2 separate regions of the Zea mays genome follow, and region 2 is linked to region 1. Evidence: chromatin contacts called from public Hi-C data. All regions are on one chromosome and are shown on one strand. Each heading gives the region's core, a stretch centred on a gene start, on an enhancer-like site or on the middle of the called end of the contact. The rest is flanking DNA. Distances are from core to core; before and after follow the strand shown. Region 1 holds the start of LOC100273403 (Putative ALA-interacting subunit 2). Region 2 holds the start of LOC103644139 (isoflavone reductase homolog A622-like).

Region 1 (4,874 bases), core at 1,703-4,202:
CCTCCGGGGGTTCCACAGGGGCGACCGGTGGGCGGCCGAGGAGGCGCTGCGTGGTGGCCATCTGGGTGGTCAGAGCGGCACCCAGGGCACGCTCACGCTCCAGGGCGAGGGAGGCGGCGCGCTCACGCTCCCGCGAGGCCATCACAGCCGCCTGGATCGTAGCGAGGGTGTCGCCGAGTGTGGAGTCGGTACCGGGGGGTGCCGCGAGGGCAGGAAACCCCGGTGGAGAGCCTCGACGGTGGGCCGGGGAAGAGATGTCGCGGATGGGCCGTAGGCCGACGATGTAGGGAGCCTCGGCATCTGCCACGGAGCGGCCGAGGCCCATGGGGTGGGTCTGGCCGGTAGCAGGAAGGCCCAGGGAGGCGACGCCGGCGGCCAGGGAAGCGGGGGCCGCGCCCAGGCCCGCGGTCAGGGGCGGTTGCGCCAGGCCGGCGGTGTGCGCGTCCGGGGGGAGGTCCGCCATGGTCAGAGGGCGCGGCGGCGGGCAGCAGAGGGCTGCTGCGGCGGTGGCGAAGGGGGAGGAGGGCGCGCAGGCAGAGGAGGGCCGGCGGCGGCAGGCACTGGCAGGGCGCGCGCGGATCCGGGGATGAGGGCGCGCAGGCAGAGGAGGGCCGGCGGCGGCAGGCACTGGCAGGGCGCGCGCGGATCCGGCGGGTGGGCACGCCGGAGATGGAGGGCGCGGCCGGGGAGAGTTGGGAAGCAGAGAGGGCGTGGACGGGGCTGCTCGGCGCGCGACGGTCGGGGCTCGGCGCGCGGCGGGCGGCGGCTGGAGACCGGCGGCCGTCGCAGGGGAGATGAGGGAGGGGCGCGGACGTCGGCTGGGGGCCGGCGGCCGACGCAGGGGAGAGGAGGGAGAGGCGCGGACGACGCAGGGGAGAGGAGGGAGAGGACTGGGGGCCGGCGGCCGTCGCAGGGGAGAGGAGGCCGGCGGCTGCAGGGGAGAGGAGGCCCCTGGCGGCTGCGTAGGGGAGAGGATGCCCCTGGCGGCGGCTGTAGGACAGGGAAACAGGAAACCTAAACCTAGGCTGATGATACCATGTTGGAAACTGAACTCATGCCCCTAACCAGGGATGGGGAATAGTATTAATAGGCTTAGTAGCTGGGCCAGGCCCATTACAGTGAGGGGTAAAACGGTAATTACATGGGGAACACCCCAAACCCTAGACGGGTAGTCTAACAACAATCACATAACGATCTACCTTCGCTTCCAGAGTACAGTTCTTAGAAATCGAGCTGTCCTTAATATAAGCTTGCCTATTTCCTCTGTAAGCATCAGGCACACAGTCAACATCATAGCGGTAGATGATTTCTGCAATCTGAACCGGAATAATGAGCACATCAGTTATACCTTGCGGTATAAAGATTAAAGGAAACATCAGTATCTACCAGAGGGAGCAGAACAATACATGATTTGAAGTTTGGAGACAAAGAAGCCCGAAAGGTATGAAAATTATTCCGATAATCAAGAACATTGCTATTATCTGAAAACAGTGAAGTAAAATATCATCATTTGAACTGCATATGAAACAGTCTATATGCCAAACCTGTCGATAGGATCAGAGCAAACTTACACATCCAGGTGTCATTGCTGGCTTCCAAGCTGGGAGGTTCTGCTGGGTGAACCTATAGAAAACTGCAAAACTAACAAACTTTTCAAAAATGGAAAAAAAGAATTGTCAACTCTATGGAGTACTAAACTAGAACAGTACTGCAACGCACAACAATGATAGGAAAATACAGATAATCTGAATTCTCAAAGTTTGTAAAAGAAATCCACCAAATAATCTTCTTATGTCCAGATTCAGTAGTTGCCAATAAAGGAAACACAAGTTAATACAACAAAATCTGCCTGTGGTTGCATCAGTATTGTGTTTCACATGATTCTAAAAAATGATGATACAGATCGCGAGTCCAGATGGTGACTAAGGGTGTGTTTAGTTTCTATGGACTAATTTTTAGTCCCTCCATTTTATTTCATTTTAGTCCCTAAATTACCAAATACGGAAACTTAAATTTATGGACTAATTTTTAGTCCCACCATTTTATTCCATTTTAGTCCCTAAATTGCCAAACACGGAAACTAAACGTATTTGACAATTTAGGGACTAAAATGAAATAAAATGGAGGGACTAAAAATTAGTCCCTATAAAACAAACACCCCCTAACTTTATGCCCACCATGATTATTAGCTAAAAGTTCATTTATTGTTAGGTCCCGTTTGGTTACTTTAGTCCAGTGACTAAAATTTAGTTAGGAGACTTCTACGGACTAAAATTATTTAAAACACATTAAATGAATCATAAGAGGACTAAAATACCACTTAGCATTCTTCCGCAATTAGTACAACTGATAAAACAAGGGCAAAAACTGGAATTTATATGGTTTAGTCCTTTTTGGTCACCCCTTGAGGGACTAGAGACTAAAACAGTTTAATCACTATTTTAGTCCCAGCGTTTGCCAATTTAGGGACTAAATGGGACTGAAATGGAGCATTAGTCCCTTATACCAAACGGGGCCTTATAAAGACTCACCAAATGTAACCTTACATTAGCATAGCATGCACACACCTCAAATGCTGTTCAGATAAATGGATTGTAATTGTAAGCAAGCAACCTCCGTAACATGTAAGACCAAATCAACAATGCGAACTGCAATTTTACGCTCGAATTAAGCGTTTATGCAATCCCACGATCGCGCGAGCTACTAACCCTAGCATCTGAGGGCTGAGGCTACTATCTCCCGCAGACCACACCGCTCCTGAGCGTGGAAACCTAGACGCGACGCGACCGAATCGAAGCCAGCCCAGCCATCAGATCGTGACTCACCTCCCGATCTCGCAGGCACGAAGCCGCGCCTCGTCGCGGCGCCGGACGCGGAGGTGCTCGCTTCGTCCATCTTCTCCCGCCACGAGCTCGGTCGCCGCACAGGCCCTCGTCAGCGGCTCGCCGGAGCCCGTGCTCCGCAGTCCGACCCGCCGGGGGATCCGACCGCAGAAGAAGAGTGGAGAGTCCACTTGCTGCTCGATGAAAAGGAGCCCATGGGCCCACTAAATCTTGAGGGCCTATCTAATTCACGTGGGCCTTATGGGCCCAACTCCCGGGGGCGCTCGAATTGACGGCGTGAGATGGATACTAACGGTGACTAACGGTCGATGTAACGGCCGCATCAATGCGCCGCCCGGCGCGTCGCGATCGGGGGAATCTTTTCCCCATTTCGTTTCGCCCAGGAGCGACAGGCGCGGGCGCCACGGAGTGTGTGTGAGAGAGAGATAGAGAGAGAGGGAGATGCGAGAGGAGGTGAGGAGCTCGTCGGGGGCGGTGGCAGAAACGCCGATGGCCGTCGCCCGGTCCTCGTCGCCGCCGCACACCCCGGTAGCCAGGTACGGTGGCGGTCGCGCCTCGGGACCTCTCTACTTTTGGTTGTAGATTCTCAGCTGTAGGCGCTGTTGCTTGGTTAGGGAATCGGGGTCTCAGTGCTCGGATTGGTGGCGAGGGTGTTGGTTCTGCGTAAGAAAGGTAGATTTTACTTCGTCCAAAAGACCTATTGTAGGATTCGAGGTAGGATTTGCCGAGGCGGTGGCTCAAATTCGATTATGGAATTTTGATTGGACTCTAGGACACTCCTTTGTAGGGGAAAGCATGAGATATTTGATGGCCAACATCAGTTATACGTCCATGGTCGGCGAAAATCAAGTGTAGCTGGCTGAGCTTTACTTCTCCTTTTGGCTGCAAAACGCCAGGATTTGAGTTGCTAGATTGGTTCCTGCTGCTGTATAGTGTTACAGATTAATGAACGGTAACAATGAATGACATAATTCTGCGATTAGAGCTTACACGTGTTTGCCACCAAATATTATGATTAGGGGGACATGCTACATTTGTGCTGACTTCATGCTATTATATTCTAATGCTGGTTTGGTCACAGTGCAGCAATTGAGATTTGAGAAGGATTGCAGTTTGCAAAAATCAGTGGAGAATGTGGCACATTTGATGGTGTGGAGACTGGTAGCATAGGATTGACTATTGAGCCACTGGAGCTCATGGTAGCCTTGTTAACTATAGATCTAGGTAGCTTATTCTCAATTCATTTTTTGATGTTAGATCTGAACATGGTGCTATAGTTTCTATGCTTGAATGCTAAAACCTGAAAACAGTTATTTTATTTGGATGACAAGCTAACTTGTCACGGCTGGTACCATGCCAACGGCGCGAACAAATCTACAGCTGGCGTATACATATTTGGTGTTGGTATGTCATATGTATGCATGGGCACACAAGGTAGAGTTAGCCTCTGTCTTATAAGCCACTGCCATGCAAAGGTAGAACCCAGACAACGAACTAGAAAGGAATCAAATCGGAGAGGAACCTTTTCTCGTCCATTTCCCCAAGTTATCTCTGCTTGTGATCTTGCTCACGTCCCGGCACCTTTCCGCGGCTGCGGGTAGTTACATAACGTCAATGCGAACCTTTTCTGTACGGAATTCATAAAGCAAGAAATAATCCTTTCTACAGATTTTTGTCATTCTTTTTTAAAAGCTTGCACTGAAGCCCCTTTTTCTTTTCAGTTCCGTCGGTGCCTCGTCACCTGCTATGCAAACTAATGTTGCAAGCATAGATTGGTTGGGTGGCAAACAAGCTTCCAGAGTTGACTCGTCGTCGCAAGTTGCTGCACATGCTTATCACCCTTCCCATAGTTTTGATGCAGCTGGCACTGCTATGGATTCTGCACCATCATGCAGACCATGGGAACGTGGAGACTTACTTCGTCGACTGGCAACATTTAAGCCTTCAACTTGGGCTTCTAAACCGAAGGTATCTTCCCTAGTTGGGACTACTATAGGGTCTACGCCTCTACGGTGTGTCATTTCACATGCT
Region 2 (4,874 bases), core at 1,725-4,224, 180 kb before region 1:
TCTCGCATTTATTTCTTGTACATTTAGGAGTAGTTCTAGTCTAGTTCTAGTTTAGCCTTCCAATCTCCAAATTCTCCGCTTCTCTTCGACTCTACGTCGATTTAAGAAGTCTAGGTCGGCCTGCCGAGCCTAGACAACACCTAGGATCTCTCCTCCCCGACGGGGTCTCTCCCAGGAGCGAGATCCAGGCGCCACCGGCGACTTCCGCCGCCCCTGCGCACGCGCGGACCGTCCGACCGTCAGGTAGGAAACCCTAAGCCCTGCTCCAGGTCGCGGACCGTCTGGCCCTGACCGCGAACCGTCCGTGCGTGTGCAGCGAGCACCGCCGCCAGTTCTCACGCCGTGATTGACGCCCCAAAAAGGCACCAACATAACGAACTAAAAAACTTATATGTAAATGGATCAGGACCTTGTAATCCTATTCCTCGAACTATATAGGGAACAATAGGCCTCCCTAATCGATCAATCATACAAGCAAAGAGATATATCACCTCCAAACTACGCATAGCGTATCAATCCTCGTGCCTTATGTGCTTCTGATTTCATGTGCTTGATATGCTGATCCGTATTACCGGAATAAATAATGCTGATAGCATCCTTGTTATATCTTTTACCAATGCAATTAATATATTCTAGCTCTAGGCACGAGAACCCATGTATTATTTTAAAATAATAACAAATTAAACACATACATAATATTATATATATAGTAATATTTTCTATTATGTAGTACTCTCCATCATATCTGACCCTCGAGAGCACTTAAAACCCAAAACAAAGAGAGGAGAGATAATACTCTATATGCCTTATTTGGATGTTGTTAGGTTCACTTTAATCCACATACATTGAGATAGTATATAGTTGAAGTTGTACTCCGATCCATCTTAGCACGTGTCTACTAATATGAATCCGACTATATCCAAACAAGATCTAAAATGGTATAAGGTAGGACGAATGATTCAGTCAGACGTCTCCGTGCATGCACATACACACCGTATTATTTTATTACCCTCTCTGTTCACAAATATATGACACTTTATCTTTTTTCGAAACTTTAACCACTCGTCTTATTTAAAAAAAACTTTTATTTTGTTGTGATTTGTTTTATCACTTAAGGTTGTTTTAGTGCTTCTTCTAATTTTACATTTTTAATAAATATTTTAAATAAGATGAATGATAAAAGTTTTGAAAAAAAATCAACGGTGTGACATTTGTAAACGGAGATATATTTATGCAGACTCCTAAAATGGTACGAGGACGATGTGAGCGTGTGCTTGCTTGCATATTGGTTGATCATCTAGAGTCCGGTCGTGAACCGTCAGATCGTAGTGTGTTGTGGGGAGGGAGAGCGTCCAGGTAGTCTTTGACGGTGATGTAGCTGATGCCCGGGTACAGCTGCGTTGCGTCCACATCATCCACGCCTTGTGTCATCGTCTCCCCATGGCTATCCTTGGTGTGGATGTTTCTTTTGGTGCTAGGGGCACGGCCGGCAGCGATAAACGACGCGTGCACAATCGCCAGCTGAAAGTTGAGTGGAAACGGAGACTCTGCCACACCCACGCATCACGCAGACAACAACAGTTTTAATTTGCATGGAAATTTATTTGGTTAATATAAGTCCGTTTTTTTTTCAATATTACCATGTTTTAGTTGAAAAATAAACTAACAGGAGCGATAAATATTCGAGAACAACGGAGCTAGTACCTTGTATTTTCTTGAGTAACTCTTCTTCAGCAACATAGTGCCTGTGGAGGGGCTTGCCGATTTTATCCTCCCAGAGTGAGACTAGTTGGTTGAGGGAGCAGAGATTGGTTGGAGGGCACACGTGTAATTTCTTGTTGAGTGTGCGGGGGTCTTGCACGGCTTTGATAGCCACCCTGCTCATGTCTTGCTCATTCACGAACGTCGCTGAAAACAATAGCAACGAAGACGATGATGATCATGATGGGAGCATGCACACGCACGCACGCACGCGCGCAGGAGGAGAGAGAGAGAGTATACCTTGTACTTGTCCGTCGCCGAAGATGGTGGCGGTGGTGTCCGGAGGACGACCGTCTGGCAGCTGAGGGTCCCCAGCTCTTGGCAGCAGGAAGCCCTGAGCCCAGTTGCTGCAGACGATGGTGTGTGGAATCCCTGCAGCTTTGAGAGCATGGCGGACTCGGACTTTGGCCCCGAGGATGCTCCTCGCCGGCTCCACCATGTGCTCCGCCACATGCTCCACGTCGCAGCCGTATTCAGAAGGCAAGAACCGCTGCACGCATCGATCAGTCGTAAGAATGCATGTGCTTGCTGTAATAATACTAATGGTTATTTGCATATAATTGCATGCAGGAGAAAAAGAAAAGAAAGAAATTAGTAGATATGCTGATGATTTAAACGTACGTACCTTAACATTGCCTGCTTCTTTTATGGCGGCCACAATCCTGAGCTGGCTCTCCACCTCTTCCGGCGAGCTGTGGCCGGTGGCGGAGATGACCACGTCGCCGGCCTGCTTGATCGCTGCAACCAACGCCTCGGCATCGTTGATGTCCCCCTGCATGCATTTGCGGCATGCGTTATTACGTTGACGGGGCAGCTGCTCTAGGTACGTACACGTAGGAGTACACGTACGCACGCATGTCTCTCATGCACGGCGGCACGCCACACATGGTGACATGCATGAATGATGAGCTAGACAAGTGAGAGAGCGCTGAGCACGTACGTAGATAAGGCTTGCCCCTCTGGTCTTGAACGCCTCCAGGAGGCTGGCCTTGGCGGGGTCCTCGGCCGCGGCCGCCGGCCGGACGAGCACGGCCGTGGGGTGGCCGGCGTCGAGGCTCGCCGTCACCAGGTGGCGGCCGATCGTCCCCGTACCACCGATCACCAGAATAGAGGTGCCGCTGCTACTGCTCTTCAACACTAGCGGTGCCATGATGTCTCGTACCTTTTGCAGCTAGCTAGCCTGCAACTGCAAGCATATATTGCATCTGTGGAGGGAAGGGGCGGTGCATCCGATGATATATATACATCGATCAGGGGTACTCTCTACAGTACATTGGAATCCAATACCTATACACGCACAACCGACAGCAACATATTATCATCACACAAGAATAGACTCTTGTGTGCGATTACTATACCATCAAATTACCACAAGACATAAAAAAATTCTCAAAAAACTTATAGATGTATTTTACTATTTTCTCTACTAATATATCTTATGTTAAGAGATATATAAAAAAAGATTAAAAAAATATGTCCAATATACTCCCTCCGTTTCGTTTTAGTTGTCGCTGGATAGTGCAAAATTGAACTATCCAGCGACAACTAAAAAGAAACGGAGGGAGTATGAATGAAGGATTAAAGATGATACAATTTTATCTCGGTCTTTTTATATCCCAATTAATTAGAATTTGAAAAGGACAAAAACTTATGGACGCATTTTACTATTTTCATCTCTACTAATGTATCGCGCGAACTTTAAGTTCTCATTCATCTTATGTTAAAAGATATAAAAAGAGAAATATACATCCAATATATGAAAAATTAAAAATGAAATAATTTTCTCTTTTTTATATCTCAATCAATAATTAGAATTTTGAAAAAATATTGATATATTTATTAAAACTGATAGTTTGTTTGTACTATAATAATTGCGGGGTGGGGGATTCTTTACACAAGCTGCTGGTCCATATAAATAGAAGAAAAATAAATTACTAAAGGATTATTTTGTAAATTTTGATCTGTCTCTGTGGGTCTTCAAGTGGTGGATGTGAGGGCTGTAAAAGATGATGTTTACATCCGGTATGTACAGAATTTTTTTTCCGCGGGGAGAGCTTGATAGCACAGCGCAGAGATTTTCCTGCAGCATGTGTGCATCTTCTATGGCTGGGCATTTCTCCACGTGCCTACTGTCCACATTCGAGTAGCTGCATCCTCTATTTTCTCGTGGGCATGCATGGAGCATCATCGTCCACGCACACCAGAGCATGCATATATAACAGATTCCATATATTATCCTTTCAATCACTTTCATTCATCCTGAGTATGGTTGTAAATATTGATGGTCCTGAATAGGTGTTGGAAACAAAACAGGCACCTACTTTGCACCACCTTCTATCACCATGACAGTGTTTTCTTGCATGACCATGATTACTACATAACATGTAGCAGCACTTGTTAGCTAGACAGGAGCTCGGCCGGGCGTCTCATTCTCACCACCACCGTAAAGCTGACCGTGCATGCAGTGCATGCATGCGCTACCACCATCCATATGTTGTGATATGCCTCCACCACAGCACCACGGATGAGTGGCCGGGTGGGGGAGTAGTGGATCGGAGCGCCCGCGTGGGAGGGCGAGATCAGTGACGGAGACAGGACGAAAGTTCAGATGAGGCTAATCCGTAGTAGAGAAATCAAAAAAAAAATACAACTATAAATGGTTTTTGGTAATAGCATGAAAGTTAAGTTGTAATATAATGACTATTATAAAATAATGTGGATATCGAAAATCCTTTTAGCGACACCAAATCATCGATAGAAAATCCAATCTACAATTAGAAAAAATATATTAGGTAAGCATCAATGTAAGTAAAAGAACAAAACTATATAGAAAAAACATCGAAAACGCCATTAAACCGTCAATCTTGTGGTTGTGGCAGCTTGCACGCTAGTGCGAGGCCGTGGCCGAGTGGAGGCGGGCCGGCCGTGACGGGCTATCAGCTAGACGATAGGCTGGCGGCAATGGCAGGTGAGCCACAAGCTAGAGACGGTGTCATGGCGGCTGGCGATGACGGTTGGGTGGGCGGCTGGACGGTAGACCAACGATGATGAACTGACTGTTGGACGCCGATTAGGCAGCGGCAACAACGCTAGGACAAGTGCTAAGCGGGGTT

The links. A called contact is a pair of places that touch in the nucleus more often than the background predicts.
Region 2: a contact with region 1 is called in a Hi-C map of leaf, with 6 times the contacts expected there. The contact joins the promoter of LOC103644139 here to the promoter of LOC100273403 in region 1. A contact is called at or near these places in 3 of 25 Hi-C or Micro-C datasets (ear, leaf and tassel).

Annotation. Positions count from the first base shown.
Region 1 is chr1:292,008,986-292,013,859 of Zm-B73-REFERENCE-NAM-5.0, reverse strand. LOC100273403 (Putative ALA-interacting subunit 2) reads right to left here and starts at 2,952. Exons shown (of 8, transcript NM_001147840.1): 1 at 2,826-2,952; 2 at 1,572-1,633; 3 at 1,407-1,481; 4 at 1,200-1,316. The coding sequence starts at 2,895. LOC103644136 reads left to right here and starts at 3,215. Exons shown (of 7, transcript NM_001346920.1): 1 at 3,215-3,379; 2 at 4,565-4,811. The coding sequence starts at 3,285.
Region 2 is chr1:292,185,725-292,190,598 of Zm-B73-REFERENCE-NAM-5.0, reverse strand. LOC103644139 (isoflavone reductase homolog A622-like) reads right to left here and starts at 2,974. Exons shown (of 5, transcript XM_008667336.2): 1 at 2,702-2,974; 2 at 2,387-2,533; 3 at 2,002-2,251; 4 at 1,705-1,908; 5 at 826-1,547. The coding sequence starts at 2,911. The coding sequence ends at 1,294.